2 separate regions of the Sus scrofa genome follow, and region 2 is linked to region 1. The links are chromatin contacts, called in public Hi-C maps. All regions are on one chromosome and are shown on one strand. The core of a region is the stretch at or near the end of the contact, and the rest is flanking DNA. Distances in the headings are between cores, read along the strand shown.

What was found. A called contact is a pair of places that touch in the nucleus more often than the background predicts.
Region 2: a contact with region 1 is called in a Hi-C map of liver, with 1.8 times the contacts expected there. The contact joins two enhancer-like sites. A contact is called at or near these places in 11 of 47 Hi-C or Micro-C datasets (alveolar macrophages, embryonic fibroblasts, fetal heart ventricle and 7 more) and 1 of 2 datasets of contacts at active chromatin or transcription factors (skeletal muscle).

The regions. Positions count from the first base shown.
Region 1 is chr7:88,093,763-88,098,697 of Sscrofa11.1, forward strand. The region is part of intron 8 of AKAP13 (A-kinase anchor protein 13); the gene reads left to right. Among named protein-coding and RNA genes, the nearest start is that of KLHL25, 200 kb to the right of the region's middle. Within about 2 kb of position 2,004, at least 9 of the 83 cell types and tissues checked have an H3K27ac peak or open chromatin away from gene starts, as enhancers often do. A contact at or near this core is called in liver, where this site is marked.
Region 2 is chr7:88,330,378-88,335,312 of Sscrofa11.1, forward strand. No RefSeq gene overlaps it. Among named protein-coding and RNA genes, the nearest start is that of KLHL25, 41 kb to the left of the region's middle. Within about 2 kb of position 2,649, at least 4 of the 83 cell types and tissues checked have an H3K27ac peak or open chromatin away from gene starts, as enhancers often do. A contact at or near this core is called in liver, where this site is marked.

The DNA.
Region 1 (4,935 bases), core at 754-3,253:
GCTTTTAAGTTTTGTTAGTTCAGCTCCTTAAAAAAAAAAAATGATTTAATCAGTATGGCAGGAGTTGCAGCTAAAGACTAGGTAGAAAAGAGAAATTTCCTCATTGATAACTCATTTATATGAATATTTGGGATTGAACTAAAAAATATGGTTCATCATTCTGTCTATGTAGAATTCAGATAGTTGATTTTGTGGTGACACAGAACAGATCTTTGGGTTTATCAGTGTAAGAGTTAGAGGCATAGAGCTATTAGAATTCAGACCCAGGAAAACTACTTGTATGAAAGAAAGTACCAGTAGCCATATTAAATAATACTGTGCTCTTTTGAAGACTACTAATGCTTACTATGATAACATTCTCATAGAGGAGGCAAGGGAGAACAAATAATAGTCTTACAGATGGCAAGTTGCAGGAACAGAGCAAAGGCTTTCTATGTGTCCTTCCTGCTCAGTGCTGGGAGCTCAGAGGGTAACCCTAATAATGCTTTGTTGTCCTACAAGTTTTTTACACTATGTTCATGGGTTCCCTGATTTGCTAGATGTACTGTCCTTGACAGGGTACACAAATGGTCAGTGCTAAGCATGTCTTCTGAACTGTTAAACACACGTTCACGAGCACACATGCACATACACACACATATCTTTGGAGAAATTATCAAAATGCTTCCATGAAACTTGGTCCTAAATTGATTGTTTCACTGGCAACAGTTTTTTGTTTTTTTCTATTTTCAAAGTTTGCATTAAAAATATTCACATTAGGTGTTCCTTTGTGGTTCAGTGGGTTAAGGATCTGGTGTTGTCGTTGTAGCATCTTGAGTTGGTGCTGTGCCGTGGGTTCAGTCCCTGACCTGGGAACTTCCACATGCCACAGGCTGCTACAGTGATAACACCAGATCCTTAACACGTGGCACCACAAGGGAACTCCCAAAGTGAAATTTTTATTTTACTTTTTACAATTTTTATTTATTTATTTATTGGTCTTCTGTCTTTTTAGGGCTGCACCCACAGCACGTGGAGGTTCCCAGGCTAGGGGTCGAATCGGAGCTGCAGCTGCCAGCCTGCACCACAGCCACAGCAACATAGGATCTGAGCTGCATCTGCGACCTACACCACAGCTCATGGCAATGCCAGATCCTTAACCCACTGAGCAAGGCCAGGGATCCATCCTGCATCTTCATGAATATTAGTCGGCTTCATTAACCACTGTGCCACAATGGGAACTCCTGAAATTTTTATTTTAAAAAAGCATTCAAGGTAGGCAGAGAATTCTGTTCTTTTACTTGCTGATTAATTTTTGATATATCTAGTTAATAAAAAGGTCTAACCACTAATGCCATTCATTTGTGGTGAGCAGTGTAGATGCCCTTTTCTCTCGTGCATGTCTGTGTATCAAAATTCCATGGCTTATATAAATCTGTGAATAAAGGAGCTTCTGTATCTAGGTTGCCTGCACCAGTTTGATCTACTCCTGAGAATTGGTTACCTTGCCTGAAAATTGCTCTTCAGACAGAAAGATGGATATTTATTCATTCTCATAGAAACTATTTGCTAAATGCTAAATAAATAAGCCCAAGAACCTAAAGGAAATACAAAGAAGTGGATGTCTTGGTCCAAGAGACTCATACAACAGATACCTTGATAATTGTGATCGTTGGTGAGTGATTTAAGTGTGGTAGGAGTGCTGGCACAGTTCAGTAGAGTGAGAGGAAAGACAGGCAGGTTTTTTGACTGAATTATTCAGAGGAGGCATCATGGATGTGATGGCGTTTGAAGGGGTCTTAAGGACTTGACTTGTTTTGCTTCTATGGGGAGGAACGTGAAAGCAGAATCAAGGACATGGGGGCAGCCAGAGTCGGATCTAATCTGAGCACGGTAGGATGACTTGCATGATGGCAGTGGAAGAGTCTTACAAGGAGAGGTGAGAGACCAGAGAGGCTGTCCTGGTGTTATGCTTTCCTCCCAGAGTCACTTCCTGGAGCTGCATGCTCTTTATCCCAGTGGTCACACTGGTATTTTGGCTGTCTGGGTGGGGATTGTTCAGGGACACTCTAAGTTCAGTCCAAATTAGGCAGTTGGGGATTGGCCAGGAAAAAAAATCTATAAATATCTGTCTTTTCTTCTTTCCTTTTGCCTCAGATGAAGAGGCTTCTTTTTCTTTTTTCCCAAGGCTAACTCTTCCATCTGAGCCCCCAGTCCTATCTTGACCTCAAGTTTTAAAGAACTCAGCTCGGCTTTCAGATGCTGAGTGACTCCTCTAATCTTAGTTTCTGGAGCAGCTACCTACCCCCTTCTCCACTTAGTTTCTGGAGCAACTACCTACCCCCCGCTCCACTTACTAGAGGAAAGAAAACCTAACTTTTCCCCCCAGTCCAGCTTTCTTGTCATGATACAGAGTATTTTCAGAGGGAACATGGTGGTCTGATTCAGAGCAAAGGTGTTCTGTTCTTTCACTTATAACTCGAATCAGAATTTTCAGCTACTTGTTTTTTTTCTTATGTGTCTTTTGCAGGCTAACTTAAATATCACTTTGAAAATAAGGCAAAAAATGTAATGACGATAACAAAGTGAAAATATTATAGCCACTAATACTTATATAGTACTCATGTCACAGGCACTATATACAAAGTACTTTACCTGTTTAATTCATTTATTCCTCATAGCAGCATTTTTCTTTTACTATATGTTTCTGTTCTCTTTATCCTCTGGCAGTAGTGTTTAAAAGTAGGTTTCCTTCTTGAAGGATTTTTCTCTTTTCCCTTTGCTTTGTCTTTTGGGCAACTGATAAATTATGAGCAAGTTATACCTCTACATTTTTCTTTGGAAGGCATGACTGTACTAGTGTGTTTGCCTTGGAAGGATGAGGGAAGTCTTCCATGGGAAGCTGAATCATTTTTTGGCTTGTCTGACTGAGTGACTATGCTAGAGCTATTCTTTTTGCTGTGAAGTAAAAAAAATAAATAAATAAATCGGGTAATTTCCTAAAGTAACACATTTTCATTTTATGTGGGATTCAAAACTTTCCTAAGGGTATGGCTATTTTGAACGTGAGTTTTCTTATCTGGCCAGGGCTTTTATCCTTTAAATCAGGAGCACTTTTAAGACTCTTCACCTTTTGCGTATGTTAACACTGACAGACTTTTTTTTCCCCTCTTGTTTAATAAATAAATCTGGTCAGTTATTTGAAAAGTCTTAAGATTATGATTGTGGTATTAAATGAATTCATAATCAGTTATTCATTTAGCCTTTGGATGTCTAATACCATTTTTGACACCCTTAGATTGAAGAAGCACCTGGGTTTTAAGGAACTTGTCATTCTACTTAGAGGCAGATTAACACACAGCATCAAGGAACAGTATAGAACAGAAACCATAAAGTGAGTCTCTCACAGTCTAAGGACCATCATAGTTCATAGCATAGTTATAAGGAGTGTTAGAGTAGGCAGAGCACTTAACTAGAAAAGTGGGATTTGAAGGGTAGATTTTGGTTAACGTGGAGAGACAAGGTAGGGTATTCCAGAAACCACGATTGTCCTAAGAGCCAGGGACATTGAGGTAGGAAGAACCATATCCTAATTGTGAAACTTGACAGACCAACCATCTACCTGTCTTGAGTATAATAGCAAATGAGACTGGGTAAGGATCATGGAATATGGCATGATGTCAAAGGAGATTAAACTTGATGAAGCTAAAGACTTGTACATTCTTCCTGAATTACAGCACAACACATACCACTTCTGTGCTGAAGCATCTTCAGTGGCTCCCAGCTGCCTCTGAATAGAGACTAAACCTTTTAGCATAGCATCGTATGCTTTTATAGTCTAGGCTGTTAATGCTTTTCCAGGCTAATGTCATAGCACTCTCTTACAGTAATTTGATGCATATAACTAGACAGCTTGCTAGTCCTCTCATACGTATCACTCATCGACACCTGTACCTTCACTTACAGTCTCCATAGGTGATGCCTGCCTCCTCTCTCCTGTTTTCTCTCTCTGTCCCTTTAAGTTAAACCACCACCTTCATGAAACCTTTCTACTTAGTCAGCGCAGTCAGAGATTCCTTATTCCTTGCTGAAACCCTGAATTTCATTTATACTGTCCACACCGTCTTATATTTCATGCCATTGATTGCTCCTGCTGTGTTTCCTTGAGGTCCCAGAAATCTCATTCATCTTTATATCTCTCGTAACATCTTACAGAGCACCATAACTGCAGCAGACATTTAAAATATTTGTTGAATAGATAGATAAATTTAGCCAATATTTGCTAATTTGCTACTAATTGGCCATGATGTGTTGGTGGTGACAGACTTCCATGACAAAATTCTGGTCCATAATTGTCAGTGTTGTTTCCCTGACCTCATTGCCTTTGTTTTATAGAATGAGGTTTGTTCTTATTTCCATAGATGATCATATGGAAAGGGAGTTTCTTACTTCTTGGCTGTTCCCTTCTGTTTCCATTTCCTTGCCAAAACACTGTCCACCCTGCTTCCCTCCTCTAGCTGTTATGAAACCTTTGTCCATATTCCTAACCAAGATTCAGTGTGTACACTCAAGTGTTCTCTTTTGGTCTCTATGACAGAATCTCTTGGAAAGTATTGAAAGTACATACAAAAAAAAAAAAAAAAGAAAGAAAGAAAAAAAAAAGCAAGCATAGAATTCAGTTTGTGTAAATGGTCCTTTTTCTCTATTAATGTTTCATTTACTTCTCAAAGTTTTTTAAACACTAAAATATTTACTACCAGCTTAGCCATCCTATAGTAACCTATTCTTTAATGATTCCCTAAGGCACTTTGTCTAAAGGGTGAAATGGGAGTTCCCATCGTGGCTCAATGGTTGGAGAACCCGATTAGTATCCATGGGGACATGGGTTCAATCCCTGGCCTTGCTCGTTGGGTTAGGGATCTGGCATTGCCGTGAGCTGTGGTGAGGCCTCATACA
Region 2 (4,935 bases), core at 1,399-3,898, 240 kb after region 1:
TAAAGCAATAGCGATCCAAAACAGAATATTTAGACTTGATATTTTCAGGACATTCTATTAAAAAAAAAAACAACCCACAAAAAACAAAACTCAGAATATACAGTTTTTTTGAGTGCCCATGGAATATTCTCTAGGATTGACTGTACTGGGGCACAAAACTAACTTCAACAAATTTAAGAGTATAGAAATTATTTCAGGCAACTTCTCTGACACAATGGCATGAAACTAGAAATCAACCACAGGAAAAGAATTGAGAAAAAACTCTCTTTAGCAAGCAGTCCTGGGAAAACTGGACAGCTGCATGTAAATCAATGAAACACCCTCACACCTTGAAAAAAAATAAAGTCAAAATGGCTTAAAGACTTAAACATAAGACATGACACCATAAAACCATAAGAGAACATAGGCAAAATGTTCTCTGACATCAACCAATCCCACTCCTAGGCATATATCAGGACAAAACTTTCATTCAAAAAGATACATACACCCCTATGTTCATAGCAGCACTAGTTACAATAGCCAGGACATGGAAACAACCTAAACGTCCATTGACAAATGAATGGATTAAGAAGTGGTACACATATACACTGGAATATTACTCGGTCATAAAAAAAGAACAAAACAATGCCATTTGCAGCAACATGGATGCAGATAGAGATTTGCATAATAAGTGGAGTAAGTTAGAAAGAAAAAGATGAAATACCATATGATATCATTTATATATGGAATCTAAAATATTGCACAATGAACCTATCTACAAAACAGAAACAGACTCACGGACATAGAGAACAGACTTGTGGTTGCCAAGGGGAGGGGGAAGAGAGTGGGATGGACTGGGAGTTTGGGATTAGTAGATGCAAACTATTACATTTAGAACGGATAAACAACAAGGTACTACTATACAGTACAGGGAACTATATCCAGTCTCTTGGAATAGAACATGATGGAAGATTATATGAGAAAAAGAATATATATATACATATATATACACATACCTGGGTCACTTTTCTATACAGCAGAAACTGGTACAACATTGTAAATCAACTATACTTTAATAAAAATAGAAAGGTAAAAAGCTCAAAAACAATAAAACAGACGGTAACAAAGACCTACTGTATAGCACAGGATATTTAATACTGTGTGAAAACCTACATGGGAAACTAATCTGAAAAGAAATGGATATACGTATATACACCTGAAATTAATGCAACTTTTGTAAGTCAACTAAATTCCAATAAAATTTAAGAAAAAAAAAAAAGAACACCTGGGTTCTGGGACTCTTCACCCTAGTAAGAAGGACCCCCACCAGGAAAGGCTCTTGAGGACCCTCGAAGTGGCTGTACAGATACTCTGGAAACTGGGAAAGAGATCCTTGACTTCTCTGTTGTGCAGAGCTTCCCACCGCCCAGGGCGTGTTGCCTGGCTGAGGAGAAGAACCCAAGCCTTTCAGGAAAAGTAGGTCCTGGGTGTGGCAAGGAAGCCAGAGGGAGTGAGAGATGGAACAGGAAGAGACAGGAGGGCCTGAATGGGAGCAGAATCTGGGAGAACCACCCAGAGCCTCCAGCAGGCTCTCAGGAGGATATGCCCAGCAGATTCTCAGAGAAGGGAGGTCCTAGGGCATCTGAGGGGGTGGGGGCTGGAATTGCTACAGGCCTAGAGAGGCCTTGTGTAGCTGCTTCCAATCTCCCAGGGGAGCTGCTGGCCAGCAGCACGATGTGACTATGCTAGAAGGGCCGGTGTAGCAGCTGCCCCACCACCCCAGCTCCATCCCACTTGCCACAGTTTTCGGGAGAAGTCATAGCTCTGGGGCTACTGCTCATCTGATCAGTGATTCTACTTAGGGGTCTTCCTGGAGCCTTGAAGACTGTGTACTCAGAATGTCATTCCCCAGAGAAAGGTTATGGGGATGTTGGAGGTCAAGGCAGGTGGGATACACAGACCTCTTCCCTTGTTTGTCCTGAGGAAGAGTGTATTCCTGTCTTACAGATGATACAACCTAGGCTCAGAGACATCAAGTGACTTGTCCAAGGTTATACAGCTATAGGAATTTCAACCGAGTTTGGATGAGACCAAAGTCTGGGCATTTTTTTCAGGATGCAAACACTGGCCACTCTCAGACCTACAGGTTTATATTCTGTTTCTCAGCCTCTACCTTCATGGATAAAAACCATTCATTTCCCCCATCCTCATGGTCTGTTCTGGGGATCCCCTGGCCTGTCTCACCATCTAGATTCTAGCCACTGATCTTCTCAGCCCCAGACAGCAGATATTCGGTGAAATGCAGAACACGTATGCCAGGGCCCCATCTGTCCATCTAAACATGACTGCAAATCAAGGACACGTTTACAATGATGCCCAAATGACAAAGGTCCCAGGCCACTTACCTCTCTGAAACAAGAACCCTAGCTGCCCCCGGTCCCCTGCCTCATCCAAGTTCCTCCAGTCATTTTGAGGAGTTCTCAAAGGGAGCCTCACGCACACCCAGTCTGTTAGGGGCACCCCCACTGCATCCCCCCATTTCTTGCCTGTTCTTGTTTTGTCCACAATTCCCAGCTTTCCAGTAGTGAATTATTAACCATGCTATGGTTGTAACCACATTATTGTTAACTATGAAAGTGGGATGACTGAAGAGTGATCTTTGTACCAGTGTCTGTGCCAGTGGGGCTGGTCCAGAGCTCAGAAGGCCCTCATTCATTGGCAGAATCTCCCAATGACTCTGATGAAGAGACTTGGAGCTCCCACCTCAAAGGTCTCAACTTCTGCCAGAGGCTAGGTGGGCACAGGTGCTCTGCCGTTCTCCCATAAACCTCCAACCTCCTGATGGCATCTGGCCATAATCACTACCTCCTCCCCCTGGCAGGTTAGTGGATGCAAAGAACTTAGTGGACACATTTCTATGGTCTACAAAGGTCTCCAGAAATTTTTTTCTTATGGCTGAATCTGCAGCATGTGGAAGCTTCTGGGCTAGGGATTGAATTTGAGCAACAGCTGCAGCAATGCTGGATCCTTAACACACTGTGCCAGGCTGGAGATCAAACCCTCCTCTGCAGTGACCAGAGCTGCTGCAGTCAGATTCTTAACCCACCATACCACAGCAGGAATTCCTCCGGAATTTTTTTAATTGCACATTTCTATCAGTACATCTAAAAAGCATATACCCCTACTTGATGCAAATCTGTTTTTCATATATCATGTATAGACATAGCACTGCTCTTGTATGTGCACTTGTATTAATATAATGTGCATTAAAGCCATGCACAAAATAGAAATACACAAGGATGTTTTTTCATAAATTAGAAACGTTTATGTATGATGTCCATGAAAACCATATGTGAAAATAGAAAGGTAAAGAAAAGATGGAGAATAAATATAAAAGTTCTTACTTTTTCTTCTTCCCCTCCAGCGCATCTGCTCCCTCCATACCCAAATACATGCACCTCATTTTAGAGATTATACCCTTTGTCCACATCTGCACTCTTACTAGATGCTCTTTTCACACGATTCACTCAAGCTTCATGACTGCCCTGGGTGGGAGGTGTTTCTTCCTCTGTTTTTTGCACCAGTGCTGAAGTTCAGAGCCTGGGGTCGACTCCTACTCAGGCTGCTCTACCAAAATACCCTGGATTGGGCAGCTTAAACAACAGACATTTATTTCCCACAGTTTGTGAGGCTGCAAGTCCAAGATCCAGCATGGTTGGTTTCTCCTGAGGCCCTTTTCAAATCTTTTCTCTGTGCCTGTGCATCCCAGGTGTCCTTCTCTCTCTCTCATCAGGACATTCATCAGACTGGGTGAGGGCCCTACCCTTGTGACCTCATTTAAAAGGCCCATCTCCAAATACAATCACATCCTAAGATAGTGAGGATTAGGGCTTCACCATGTGAATGTGGAGGACAAGTCAGGCCATAACAACACTTAAGCCTATGCTCTCTGAGTCATTAGGCTGCCCTGCTTGACTGGTCTGGTGGTGCGACCTGGGAGCACTCACCCAAAATGTCACCTTGCTATGTCCTCCCAGGGGTCAGGTTCAGGAGTACCTCCACTTTCCCAGTGGGAGCTCCTTGATGCCCACTTCCAGATCCTGCTCCACCAACCCCTCTGCCTGGAATTCCCTACCCTCTGCTCTCCTTACCCCCCACTACCCCCCACCTCCACCCATCAAAAGTCCTACCTGTCCCTTCTTCCAGGAGACTCAAATGCCACCTCCTCCATGAAGCCATCCACAGAGAAGCAGCCTGAATCTGGTCCCGGGTGGGGGCGGGGGAGCTGAGATGGTGAGGAGAGGGATGATGCTAAAAGTCAGCTTGCCCTTTGTTTGCTAAGCCCAGAGCCTGTTACCGAGTCCATGCTTGTCCCATTTGTCACACAACAGGTAGTAAACGGAGAGATGAATTGTTGGGACAAGGAATAGTGACTTTATCCAGAAAGCCAGCTGAGAAAATGGCAGACTAATGTCCCAAAGAACCATCTTCACCGAGTTCGAATTCAGGCTTCTTTTACACTAAAAAGGATAGGGGCTGGGGAGTCCTGGTTCAAACCGGACTCTGGTGGGGAAAGAGTGATGTGATAATCCTGCCCGCAGCCAATCACAGGTGGGCCTGGTCAGGATGTTTCCTGAGAGCCAAACAAAGAGGTATTTTAACTTAACCTGCATTACCTGGGATGCTGGGGTCCCAGAGATGGGCCATTATGTATAATTTAAGCTTATAGGTAACATCCCTTTAGTGATTAACTTGTAATGGAACACAAAGTGTCTTCCCTATTGCAGGCCCAAGTTTGTTGAATGAATATGTGAGTGAAATGTTCCCTCTGCCTCACGGGCATGTTCTTCCCATGTCCTGCCTCCCCAGTCATCCCTGCTCATCCAGCAAGTCCCCAGGGTTAGAGCCCCCTGGGGCATCCAGGCAGCGTCTGTGGTCAGTGAATGTGGCCATGCC